Linked DNA regions of Sus scrofa: region 1 is linked to region 2. Evidence: chromatin contacts called from public Hi-C data. All regions are on one chromosome and are shown on one strand. The core of a region is the stretch at or near the end of the contact, and the rest is flanking DNA. Distances in the headings are between cores, read along the strand shown. Region 1 has its middle 21 kb from the start of C3H2orf91. Region 2 holds the start of PKDCC (extracellular tyrosine-protein kinase PKDCC).

Evidence for each region. A called contact is a pair of places that touch in the nucleus more often than the background predicts.
Region 1: a contact with region 2 is called in a Hi-C map of skeletal muscle, with 6 times the contacts expected there. The contact joins the enhancer-like site here to the promoter of PKDCC in region 2. A contact is called at or near these places in 9 of 47 Hi-C or Micro-C datasets (brain, embryonic fibroblasts, fetal heart ventricle and 4 more) and 1 of 2 datasets of contacts at active chromatin or transcription factors (skeletal muscle).

The regions. Positions count from the first base shown.
Region 1 is chr3:98,379,934-98,385,269 of Sscrofa11.1, forward strand. No RefSeq gene overlaps it. Among named protein-coding and RNA genes, the nearest start is that of C3H2orf91, 21 kb to the left of the region's middle. Within about 2 kb of position 1,313, at least 36 of the 83 cell types and tissues checked have an H3K27ac peak or open chromatin away from gene starts, as enhancers often do. A contact at or near this core is called in embryonic fibroblasts and skeletal muscle, where this site is marked.
Region 2 is chr3:98,265,369-98,271,165 of Sscrofa11.1, forward strand. It overlaps PKDCC (extracellular tyrosine-protein kinase PKDCC), which reads right to left and starts at 3,171. Exons shown (of 7, transcript XM_021087583.1): 1 at 2,348-3,171. The coding sequence starts at 2,986.

The DNA.
Region 1 (5,336 bases), core at 63-2,562, 110 kb after region 2:
AAACTCGTTTCTAATTGGTTAATGGACACGGTCACCATTTCTAGGACCTGTTGCTCTCATGGTCAAGAGTGATCACTCTGGGAGTTCCCTTGTGGCTCAGCAGGTTAAGGATCCAGCACTGCTACTGTAGTGTCACTGCTGTGGTACAGGTTTGATCCTTGGCTCAGGAAATTCCACATGCCATGGGTATGGCCAAAAAAAAAAAAAAAAAAAAAAGCGTGCACTCTGTTCAGATGGTCTTGATTTGAATCCCAGTTCCTTCACTTACTAAATGTGACCTTGCTAGCCTCTTGAGGTTTTAGTTTTCTCATCTGTAAAATGGGCACATGATGGTTTCTATTCCCATAGGATTGTTATGAGGATTACAGAAAGTAACACATGTACTGAGTGCCTGGCATATAGTAAGCCCTCCAAAGCTATTAATGGTTTTATTATCTTGCCCTCAGAACCTCCCAGCCATTGGAGACCCCATTTTTGGAACTTAATGTCTCTGTTAGACATTTTACTTGATGGGGACTCTTTCTTTCCCTTGAAGGTTGGGCCTCTGATGAACCTGCCATAAGTTTCTTTCTTGGACATTCTGTCTCTGGGACCTTGACTCCCCTGCCTGCTACCCCTACCCCTGCTCCTTCTAGTGCATGAATCAGCCTTCGAATCCTGTCAGCTTATCACTATGGAGTGTCCTCTTGAGGCTGAGGGACCGTCCGGCTGGGAGAGCTCATTCCTTATCATTGATGACCTCGTCGTGAACCTTGCTGAGGCACTGAGGAGAAATGTAAAAAGTTCAGACAAGCTGATAGTTGTCATCGACCCCCCCAAAGTTAATGGAATTTAACGCACTTCCTAAAACACAGACTTGAGTCAAAACCTTTTTTGTCCATAGAGATAGAGTGAGCCTTTCACTTGGCTGGGGAGCTGTGCTGAAGGAACTGCCCAGGAGGCCAGATGGGATGTCTGTGGTGGGTCAGAGCTGTCGGTGAGACGAGGGGAGAGGCTGGGGCCAGAGAAGCGTCAGTGTGGCCTGAGGCTCCATGCTGATCCCAGGCTGTGTCCACAGCCGCTCCAGGCCAGAAGCCCAGAAGCTCCTCCGTTTCTTCAGGACCCCCTGGCAAAGCAGTGCCCCCCCCCCTCCCGGCAGCTACTCTTTCTCCTTTGGAAACCGGCACACTGGTTTCCATAGCAATAGGACTCCCCAGCGCTGTCCTCTCTGAGCCCCATCTCAGAAGCTTTTTGGCCTGGATCACGAGGCCCCGGGGTGAGGAGTCTTTTCAGAGAGGATGACTCATATGCATACTTGGTCCAAAGGGAATTGGGTGTTCTAAGCCTGCAGCGCTCCTGTGATGTAAACAGCAAAGCTGAAAGCTAGGATGTCAGGGTGTGAGGGAGGTTGGCTTTGCTCGGAAAACAGGAATGCTGAGTCAGTCGATGGAGGCAGATTTTGATGAGTGCTGTAAATGAATGGTTTGGCATGGAACATGAAGTGGCTTTGTACCAGATCACTGCGGGGATAAAGGGCTGGCTCCAGCAGAGACCTCGACCTGTTTGGGTGAAGTCGTGGTGTCTGTGGGCTCCTTCGCAGAGACCTGGACAGCTTGTGGACTGTTATAAAATCCTCCCGAGGATGAAGAAACTCAAAAGCTATCTCCTAAGTGTGTGTCAGGGGGTGTCATCCACCAGGGGTGGATCAAGCCTGTTTCTCAGATCTGACAAGAGAAGTGAGGGGCTGGGGGTCTTCCAATGGGGAAGATATTTTTCCTTTCTTTCTTTCTTTTTCTTTTTCAGGCCACACCTGCAGCATACAGAAATTCCTGGGCTAAGGGTCAAATCTGAGCTACAGCTGCCGGCCTGCACCACAGCCACAGCAACACCAGATCTGAGCCGCATCTGAGACCTACACCACAGCTCATGGCAACGCTGAATCTTAACCTACTGAATGCAGCCAGGGAGTGAACCTACATCCTCATAGATACTGATTGGGTTTATTACCACTGAACCACAACAGGAACTCCCCCAATTTTTCCTTTCTGATTGCTCCAGAGGAGGACAAAATTGACGGGCTGATGAACCATAGTGGCTCTGTGTGGAGGCTGGTGTGGAGGGAAGAGAATAATGCTGGCCAGCTCTGCAAGCTGATTAGTGCCCAGAGGAGTGAAATTTACTCTGGGAAGCCGATCACTGATAGGGCTCTAATTTTCACCTAGGTTGTCTCCCTGTTTCTTTGCTTTTAGCAAAGGGAGAGGGATGAACAGAGAAGGATGAACAGATCCATGGTTTTCATACTGGAAGACCCTGTTCATCTCTTTGTGATTTGAGTCAGCGGATAAGGTGCCTCCTTTCCATGATTATCTGTGCCTGGAGGTGTACACAGGAAAGGATCACTGGGGTAGACTTGAAACTACCCAGGAGCGGGGAGTGTACTCCTGGGCCCAGGGAAAGAACTTCCTCCTGACAGCTGGAGACAGCCTTCTGTGTGGGTGGGTGGGGAAATAATCCCTTTTATCCTGGCCTTGGTTTGCTTAATTACCTCTTTAGCAGTGCCATTCAGGGTTGCAACAGGTGTCAGGCTTTGTAAGGCAGACTACGATAAGAGCTGGCCAACATCCTTGGCCATTCCCGACCTATACGGTTGGACCTTCTGTGCCGTGAGGTCTCGCTCCTAATCACAATCTCTTGTCCTGGGAGTAAGAGCTACAGTATTGTGTTCATTTCTGAAAAAAGTCCGGGAATCAGCCTGGAAGGGCAGTTTTTCCTTCTGAATCAACAAAACAAAACAAAACAACAAAAACAAAAAAGACAATGGAAGAATTGGGGTGGAAGGAGGAGCACAGGGGTTGGAGACCAAGGGGGTTTGTCATGGCATTAGAAAAAGTCGTCCAGTACATTTGTAAGTCACAGGAAGCCAACAGAGAAGAAACAGCTGGATTCTTTTCATCACTTTAGCCCGTGTATTATCTTGAGATAATATGTACAACACTCTACTTGGAGAGAGTGTAGAAACCCAGGGAAGTACATGATAGTGGGTGTTGGGACCCTGGGATTTCAGTCTGCCCCGACCAGTTGTGGAACCCTGGGGTGGTGGCTGGGGCTCCCTGGATGGCTCCAGTTTTCTCTTCTCTTTGTGGGGGTGGGGGTGGGGAGATTGGAGGACAGAGATTAGGTGGTCTTTAGTCTATGACTCACTGGCTCACAACATGACCATGTCTCTCTCTCCCTCTCTCTCTGTCTCTGTCTCTGTCTCTCTCTCTCACACACACACACACACACACACAGAGCTAAGGACGCTGATTGCTCTCAGCAGCATTGCACGCTCCCCTCCCCTGCCTCCCCAGCGGGTTATCATGCTGACTCGACGAACACAACCCCCATCTGGACGCAGTCCAAACGCCAGATGTGCCCCCGATTAGTGTCGGTCTGGGGAATGTTTCCATGACTGAAAGGTCAGTGTCGGCTGGAAGTGCCCAGAGTGGGCGTCTGCCCCCCACCCATGTCAGCTGCAAGAGCTGAGCCTTCCATTATCTCACTGGCCCAGGAACTTAGCTGGGGCAGTGTAGGGGTGGGGGCCGGCCAAGTTCAGAAGGCCCTTGTCTTCCTTCTTTGCTCTGGGCTGAAGGACAGAGTGTGATTTTTCCACTTGGGAGAGACTCCAGGGGTGTGCAAAAAGGGACGTCCTGCTGGTGTGTAACTGAAAACGCTTTGTTCTCCCTTAGATCTGCAGTGGTCTCTTGTCTCTTCTGATTTTCTTAGGGTGGCTGTCACCTCCACTATGGAAACGAAAATGAACGACAATGTCGTGATGGGCCGGCTGCTCTGTTTTCCCCTATTTGCAGGTCATGTTAAGTATCGCTTCTACACTTCAGATGGGCTTTCATGTTTCATTTTGCTCGGGCAGGGCTATGCTAGGCTTCCCTCTAGGTAGCACTGGAAATTAAACACAATTGAGTTTGATGTGTACCTTATTGATTCCAGACCCATTTCAGTAGACTGTGACACTTCAGCGACCTGCAAATTCTACACATTAGAGTTCAGATTTGACACAAACACTGTCCACCCAAGTCGTGGACTCCTATTTCTACCAGCAACACCCAACTCCCAACAAAAGACACCGGCTCTGTGGGAAGCTGAAAGCCGCTAAGGTAGATGATATTTGTGGTCATGCCCGAGGGGGAAGAAATGATTCATGAATCATTTCATGGAAATCACACCCAAAAAGAGAGGAGTCCTTTTCCTCAATTCCACAGGGTCCTTTTTGGTTCTCCATAGGCCACTTCTTGTCCCAGAGGTCCCCACACCTTCATTGCAAGTGGCTGAGGAGAAGGGAGAGGTTGTGATGATCTGGCTTGGGAGCTAACCAGTAATGCAAAATGCTCAGCACCTTTGATGGATAGTATCCTGTCGAAGCCCAGAGTTTCTCTGCTCTGTGTGTGACGGTGAGCGTGCAGCACACTCACCTGTGGCCCATGGCTCCTCTGGCAGACAGGTCCTTCCAGAAGGCCGCTTGAGCAGAAGGAACCATCGGTGACAGAGCAAGCCTGGGTGGGCGGGTTCTGACCAGTCTTGGGTTTCAGGTATTGTGTCCATCATTTCTCCTTTGCAACTGAGCTGGGAATTAGAGGCTTTATTCAGTTCGGAGTGGGAGAAAGGGAATTTTTACTAGAGGGCATGGCCTTCTGAGGCAAGACAAAAAACCCATCTCTTCCCTGGGGCAGGGAACAGAGGTGAGTCAGAAGGGCCTGGGGAGAGTGGTATTCCCCCCTGAGGGCCCCAGGGCCACTTGTAAAATGATGTCTAGATGTTGGTCTCCAGCCAAGGTTCTCAACCTTGGCTGCGCATCGAATCACCTGGGAGGCTTTTACAATCTGGATGGCCAGACCCTGCTTCGGACCAATTAACATCAGAATCTCTGCGGTGGGACCCAGGCTGAGGTAGCTGTCAAGGCTCTGCAGGGGATTCCAGGGTGCATCCAGGGCTGAGGCCCACGGATCTCTTGCTGATCAAAGTGTGGCCTGAGGACCAGCAGCATGGGTGTCACCTGAGACTTGTAGGACATGCAACATCTCAGGCCCCACTTCAGACCTACTGAGTCAGCATCTGCATTGTAGTGAGGTCCCTGGAAATCTGAAGTCTATTAAAGCGTGAGGAGCTGTGGTTCTCACACTTGGCGGCACCCTAAAATCTCCTAGGGAGTTTTGTAAAGTCCCAATGCCCAAGGTGCACCTTGTGCCAATTCAATCAGAATTTGAGGGTGGGATGCAAGCCTCAGTTTTTTTTACAGGTTCTCAGGTGATTCTGAGGTACATGGGTTAGCAATCCTGGCTGCATATTAGAATCACCTGGGG
Region 2 (5,797 bases), core at 1,921-4,420:
AGGGAGTGTGTGTGTGAGTGAGAGAGACAGAGGGTGGGTTGGGGAGGGGGTCACAGAAGATAGAGAGATCTCGGCCAGGCAGTCCCTAATGACCAGAGCATGCACTGGGAAGTGCCCAGTGGGACATCCTATCCTGGGCCTTTTCTATTAGAACCACAGCACCAATGCTGGGGCTGCCTGAGATGGGGAGGGGGCCTTGGGCAGCCTCGGGGAGTGGGAAACATTCGCTGGCTCCTCCCCAGTTCAGCCGTCGAAGGATTTTGAAATTTTACATTGATTAAGGGGTATTAAAACAACATTATTTTAGTTCTTGGCACACCCCAAATGAAGCCTCCAGTGCAGGGTCTTCCCTGGCAGCAGAGGTGACACTGCTGAAGAAGCCAGAGGGACACCGGCCTGGGAGTTGGGGGACGGATGTAGGCGACCCACCACAAAACAGTCCCTAAATTCATACCGAGGTACCTCTCTGTCCCCATAATGGGAGCTTTTCACCTTCCCTCTTTCTGTCAAAGGACCTGGGACCCTCTCCATTTTATAACATATGTTCCAGGGCAACTAATTCTGGTCTCCGACCTTGTAAGAGTCACACAGCCAACCCCAGACAGATGGAGTTTGGTCTAGAGAGGAAATGGGTGAACACTATTCAGTTGTAATTTTTTTTTTTTTTTTTTCTTTTGGCACCTTCAGCATCGGCCAGGGGCCTGACATTCCTTAAGAGACAGGCAAGCACATCAAACCTCGAATCTGTCCTAAGGGAGGGGTCTTGAGTCAATTAACTAACACTTAATATCCTGCTAAGACACTTAAGACCTTCTCCACTGCCTCAGAATCTGGCTGACACTCCAGGGTTTCCAAAAAGTTCCCAGGAGCCCCTGGGAAGCAAAGAGAACAAGATCCTCCCAGTTAGAATGGCCACGTAACCAGCCGCTCACTCCCTGTAGCTCCACAGTGTCAGCCGCGCAACCAGACATAACTGCTCACAACTCTTGGCTCTACCTGACCTTCTGCAATCAGTTCAGGGCCCAGGACCCAGTCCACAGGTGTCTGGCCAGGGCTGGAGTGGCCTGGGAAGACTGGGAGTCTGCTGTGGTATAAATAGCTCCCTGGCCTATTTCTTCTTTTCTGCAATGCCCACCCAGACCTGAGGTCCATCTCGCTCCTGAGGAAAGGAGGGAGGAAGTCCTAGGTTTCTGGTTAGTTCTGCTGGGTGCAGAAAGGTTAATTTGAGTGGTTTAGGAGCGGAAGGTGTGGGCCAGGTTCCTCGGCTGAGGAGTCAGCCCACACCCTCCGTTCACGGGGCCAAGAACAGTCAGGGATTCCCCTTTCAGACTACTCAGAAGTGTGCAAAGGGAACAGTGTGTCTGATCCTAGGGCAGACTCAAAGATGAGGAGAGCTGGGGGAGAGGAGGAAGTGGGTGTGTTAGGGTTGGGCTGGGCTGGGACTTGGAGAGGCCCCGCACTTGTCTAGCCCAGAACGGACAAGGCGGGGTCTCATCTTTCCCCTCTGCCCACCAGTGAGTAGGAGACAGAGTCTCATTGAGTAGGAACCTGAGCATCTGGCCTTCTCAATCTTCCACCCTCTGGGCCACATTTGCTCAGATAATGTAATGTTCAGACCCTCAGGCCCTCAGCCTGTCCCTTGAGGGTTGAGCTAGGACGCTGAGGCTTCCCCAGTGGTTCCCAAGCGTACTTTAAGACCTGGAGGACCCCACCGTCTCTTCTGGGAAGGGCTATGTGTTTCCTGGACTACTACTCCAGTCCCCAAGGGTCCTTCCAGTGGCTCCTGGGTGGGTAGAGGGTGTTCTCTTGGAATCAAGCCTGGTCTTTTTCTAGCTCTTCCCAAATCCACTGCTGTCGTACCCCAACTTCAAAGCTAGATAAGTCACTGTTTGGAAGTTGAGAGAAGTGGGGTTCAGAGTCCAACAAGAAAGGGGACCCTATCACTTCAGTTGGGATCCCTGCTCAGGGATGACCTCTGTTTATGTCTTGATTTGGGGTCATTTCTCTGGTGCTCAACACCCTAGCTTCAGACAGAAGCAGGGTCCTAAGTCCTAATGGACCTCCACCCTCGAGTTTGGGGACCCTCTGTACTGGCCTGTCTTCAAGAGATACGGTATGGAAGCTGAGAAATACGGGAGACCCTTTGTAAAAGGACACTGAGCCAGGAGTGAGAGTCAGGGTACCGAGAAGCTGCCATGGTCCGGGTCCTGCCCCTAGTTTAACCTGGGCACAATCATTGGGGCTCCGCTTCTTTATCTGCTAAGACCAAGGGTTCTCTTCCAGCCAGAGTGACCGGGCCTGGGCAGGTCCAGCCAGCACCCTCAGCCCCGCACCCCCACCCTCGTACCTGCAGCACGTTGGGGTGCCGCAGCCGCTCCAGCAGCACCATCTCCTTGAGAAGCTTGTGGGCCGCCAGCCGATAGCAGCCCCTTCGCGCCCCGAACTCGCGCACGCAGCTGCCCAGATCGTGGCCGCTGAAGTCCACCGCCTTGAGCGCCACCGCGGCGCCGCCGGGCAGGCGGACCCGGTACACGGCCTTGGTGTAGCCGGAGCCCACGTACTGTGCGCCGGACACGTTGCGGAGCGCGGCGCAGCCCAGTCGCGGGCCCGGGCCGGGGGAACCCGGAACGGGAGCTGGGGGCCAGCCCGGGGCGCCGTCGGGCAGGGGCCGGGCCCGCGGGGGCCGGGGACGCTGCAGGCCCGGGCCGCCCGGAGCCAGGTCCATCAGGCGCCGCCGCTCTGGCCGGCCGGCCCCGGGCCCCGGGCCCCCGCGGGAATAGCGCTGCACCTCCTCGTAGCGCGCTCGGATCTGCCGGGCCAGCTCTCCGCGGCCCCCGCGACGGCCCGGGCCCGGGGCTGGCGAGGGCCCGGGGGACTGGCCTGGCCGCGGAGGCTCCGAGCCCGGTGCGAAGAGCACGTTGAGGACCGAGCCCAGCAGGAAGGAGGCGCAGAAACCCGCGGCCACCGCCGCCCGCCGGCGCCGCATCGCTCCCCTCCCCCCTGGCCGGCCGGCCCCGCGCGGCTCCCCGGCCCCGGCCCCGGCCCGGGGCGGCTCAGGCTCCGAGGCGGCTCCGTTCAGCGCCCCGCCGGCTCCCTGCGCAGCCTGCGCGCATGGCCCCGGCTGCCCCGACCCCGGCCCCGGCCCCTCGCGGGCGGCACATCGGCCTGACACTTGCCTCCCTCCCGCCCTGCCCCCGCCGCTTATAAGGCCCGGAGCCGCCCCCGCCCCCGCCCCCCCTCCGCCTCCGCCTCCCAGCTCCCGGCCCGAGCCCGTCCTCGGCGCCGCCCCCTCCGGCCGCCCGGCCCGGCCTTCCCCGCTGACTGACAGCGGGACCTCCTCCCGCGGCCGTCCCGGCCTGGGAAGCGGCGCGGAGGCGGCTCCCGCCCTGCCCAGCCCGCGGCCCCCGAGCTCCGGCCGGGGAGAAAGGGAGGGGGCGGCGGCGGCCCCGGGACGTGCGGGGGCTCGGGTGGATAACGGGGCTGGGGTGGCCGAATAACGGGACCGGGAAGCGGCTAACGGAGCCGGCTGGGCAGGGTGGGGGAGAAGACGAAGGGGCGAGGCCGGCGGGTAACGGATTCCGGTGGGGACAAGCCGCTGGGTCCGGGTGCTGGAGATCCGCGTGATCCCAATGCGCCCTCTCGGCGACCCAGGGCCTTGGGGCGGACGGCGCAGGGGTGGAGCTGCGGGTGGCAGCTCCTCGCCCAGTCTTGGATTCTGGCGCGGAGGAAGGGGAAGGCTGGAGCTGAGGGGCTGGCACCTGCGAGCGCGCGTGGGACAGGAACTCCGGGATCAGAGGAAAAATCATGAAGTTTTCGGAGATGGCCTCTTTAACCTCCTCTACCAGTTTTTTGTTTTGTTTTCTGATTTCTGATTTTCCTTGTCCCTGAAGCCCCAAATCGAATCCCTCCTCTGGGACCCTGCAGTTAGACGGGGTCAGCAGCGGATCACGAACCATATGCGTGCTAGTAGTTTGGGCAAAGAGTGCATTTGTGCCCACGGACATGCGTGGTTCAGATTGTCTGCGGAGTGTGTGCATTAGTGTGTCTGAAAGGGCCCCTGTGTTCGAGGAAGGGAGTGTGTATCGTGAGTGTAAGTAGGTGCTGACTCTACCAGAACTTCTGGTCCCTCCTCCTCCCTCCCTGATTGCATCATTAGTGCTAATTGAGGAGCTTTCACACGCCAGTGCATTAGTTGTTTGGAGTGAGCTCCCCCCTCCTGGGAGAGATAAGCCGCTGCCCCTCCCCCTCCCAGCCCTCCACTTCACTTCCCCACCGCCTTAGAACTGTCCACCTACCCACCTTCCTTCCCTCCCCTCAGTGTCAGAGATTGTTTGGAGAGGAGTCAGGGAAGAGGTGGAGAACCAAAAAAAAAAAAAAAAAAAAAAAAATCTTTTTTCCAGGAAGCTGAAGAGGTCAGGCCTTACAACAGAATGCAGAGTCTCTGTGATGAAGAGGAAACAGGAAGCTTGTCCAGTTCTTTTGGACCTGGAAGGTCCTTGATCTCCAGCCTGTGATCCCACTGATGTAGGGGCAATCCAGCCCTGACTCCTAGGCTTCCCCTAAGAGAGTGGGGTCCAGTCTAACTTAGCATGGAAAGGGCAGAGTGAGAAAAGGCATAGTTCTCCCGAGGACCTCGGGTTTGGTGGCTTCTGGTCTGGTCCTGTTTAGCTGCTCTGCCCTGCTCTGGCCCTTGGCTGCTGGGTGTGGGGGGAAGGCTCTGAGCAGATGCCCTCCCCAGTCCTCACACCAGATGTCTTTGGTCTAATTAACTGTGCTGGGAAAACCAACCTGGATTTGTAAACAGAGCTACTGGCTAAAGTCAACAGGGAGCAGCAGCAAACAGCAAACATTCCCCTCACACTCAGCCACAGTCCAATCCAGCCCCCTGGGGCAGAGGGGAGCCTTGAGGCCCCCCCCTGGCCCACAGCTGAGTCAGGGAAAGCCTCTCTGCCTCTGTGACCTCAACATGGCCATTTCCTTACCAGTTCCAGGGGCTCCTCTGTTGGGGAGGAATGGGGATTCTGGGAGGACAGAGCTGCCATCCCAGGATAGACTCTGCCCCCTTTCCAGAGATCGTGTCATTTCTATCAGCTAAACCTCCTGATCCACAAAGAAGCCGCTGGGGCAGGGGGGAGGGAAATATTCCTTCGAGGGTTTTCTTTGGGGCCTGCTCCGCTCTAGGGTCTTGGAGAAGCCTCAGAGGTAAGACGTGGCCTTGTGGGTCTCTAACTCAGCGTTGGTGAATATAACGTGAACATTGTTAAGTTCGTTACACATCGTGTAGGTATTATAATAACATGTTCTGAAATTAGATAATTATTCCTGTGATATCTTTGCCAAGCTTCAGTGTTTTTGTTATGGTTTGAAAGTTCAGTGCACACAGGGCCTGAGAAACAGGCCTGAATGTATATACATACAAGGCACACACGTGAGCCCACAGAGCAGTAGCCCCACATACAGGAACAAAGGCATTTCAGCTCTCGTTCTCACACTCACTCTGTCTCCCTTGCCAGCTCTCAGACACACAGACATATACAATCTTTGACGGAAATAGGTTTTTGGCCTCTGAAAAAAGGGGATTGAACTTTTTGAACAGATTAGAGTTTCTGAATTGGCAGTTTCTGAGTTCTTAACCAAATTTTTTTTTGCTTTTTTTTTTTTTTGCCACCCAAGGAGTGGAATCATTTCAAAGCATTGAAAAAGACATGAAACTCTGCTTCAGGATCCAGACCTACAGACTACCCATCTGCCCTGCCCCAAAGACCTGGCCAGGCCAGAAGCCTGGGCCTCCTGGGCC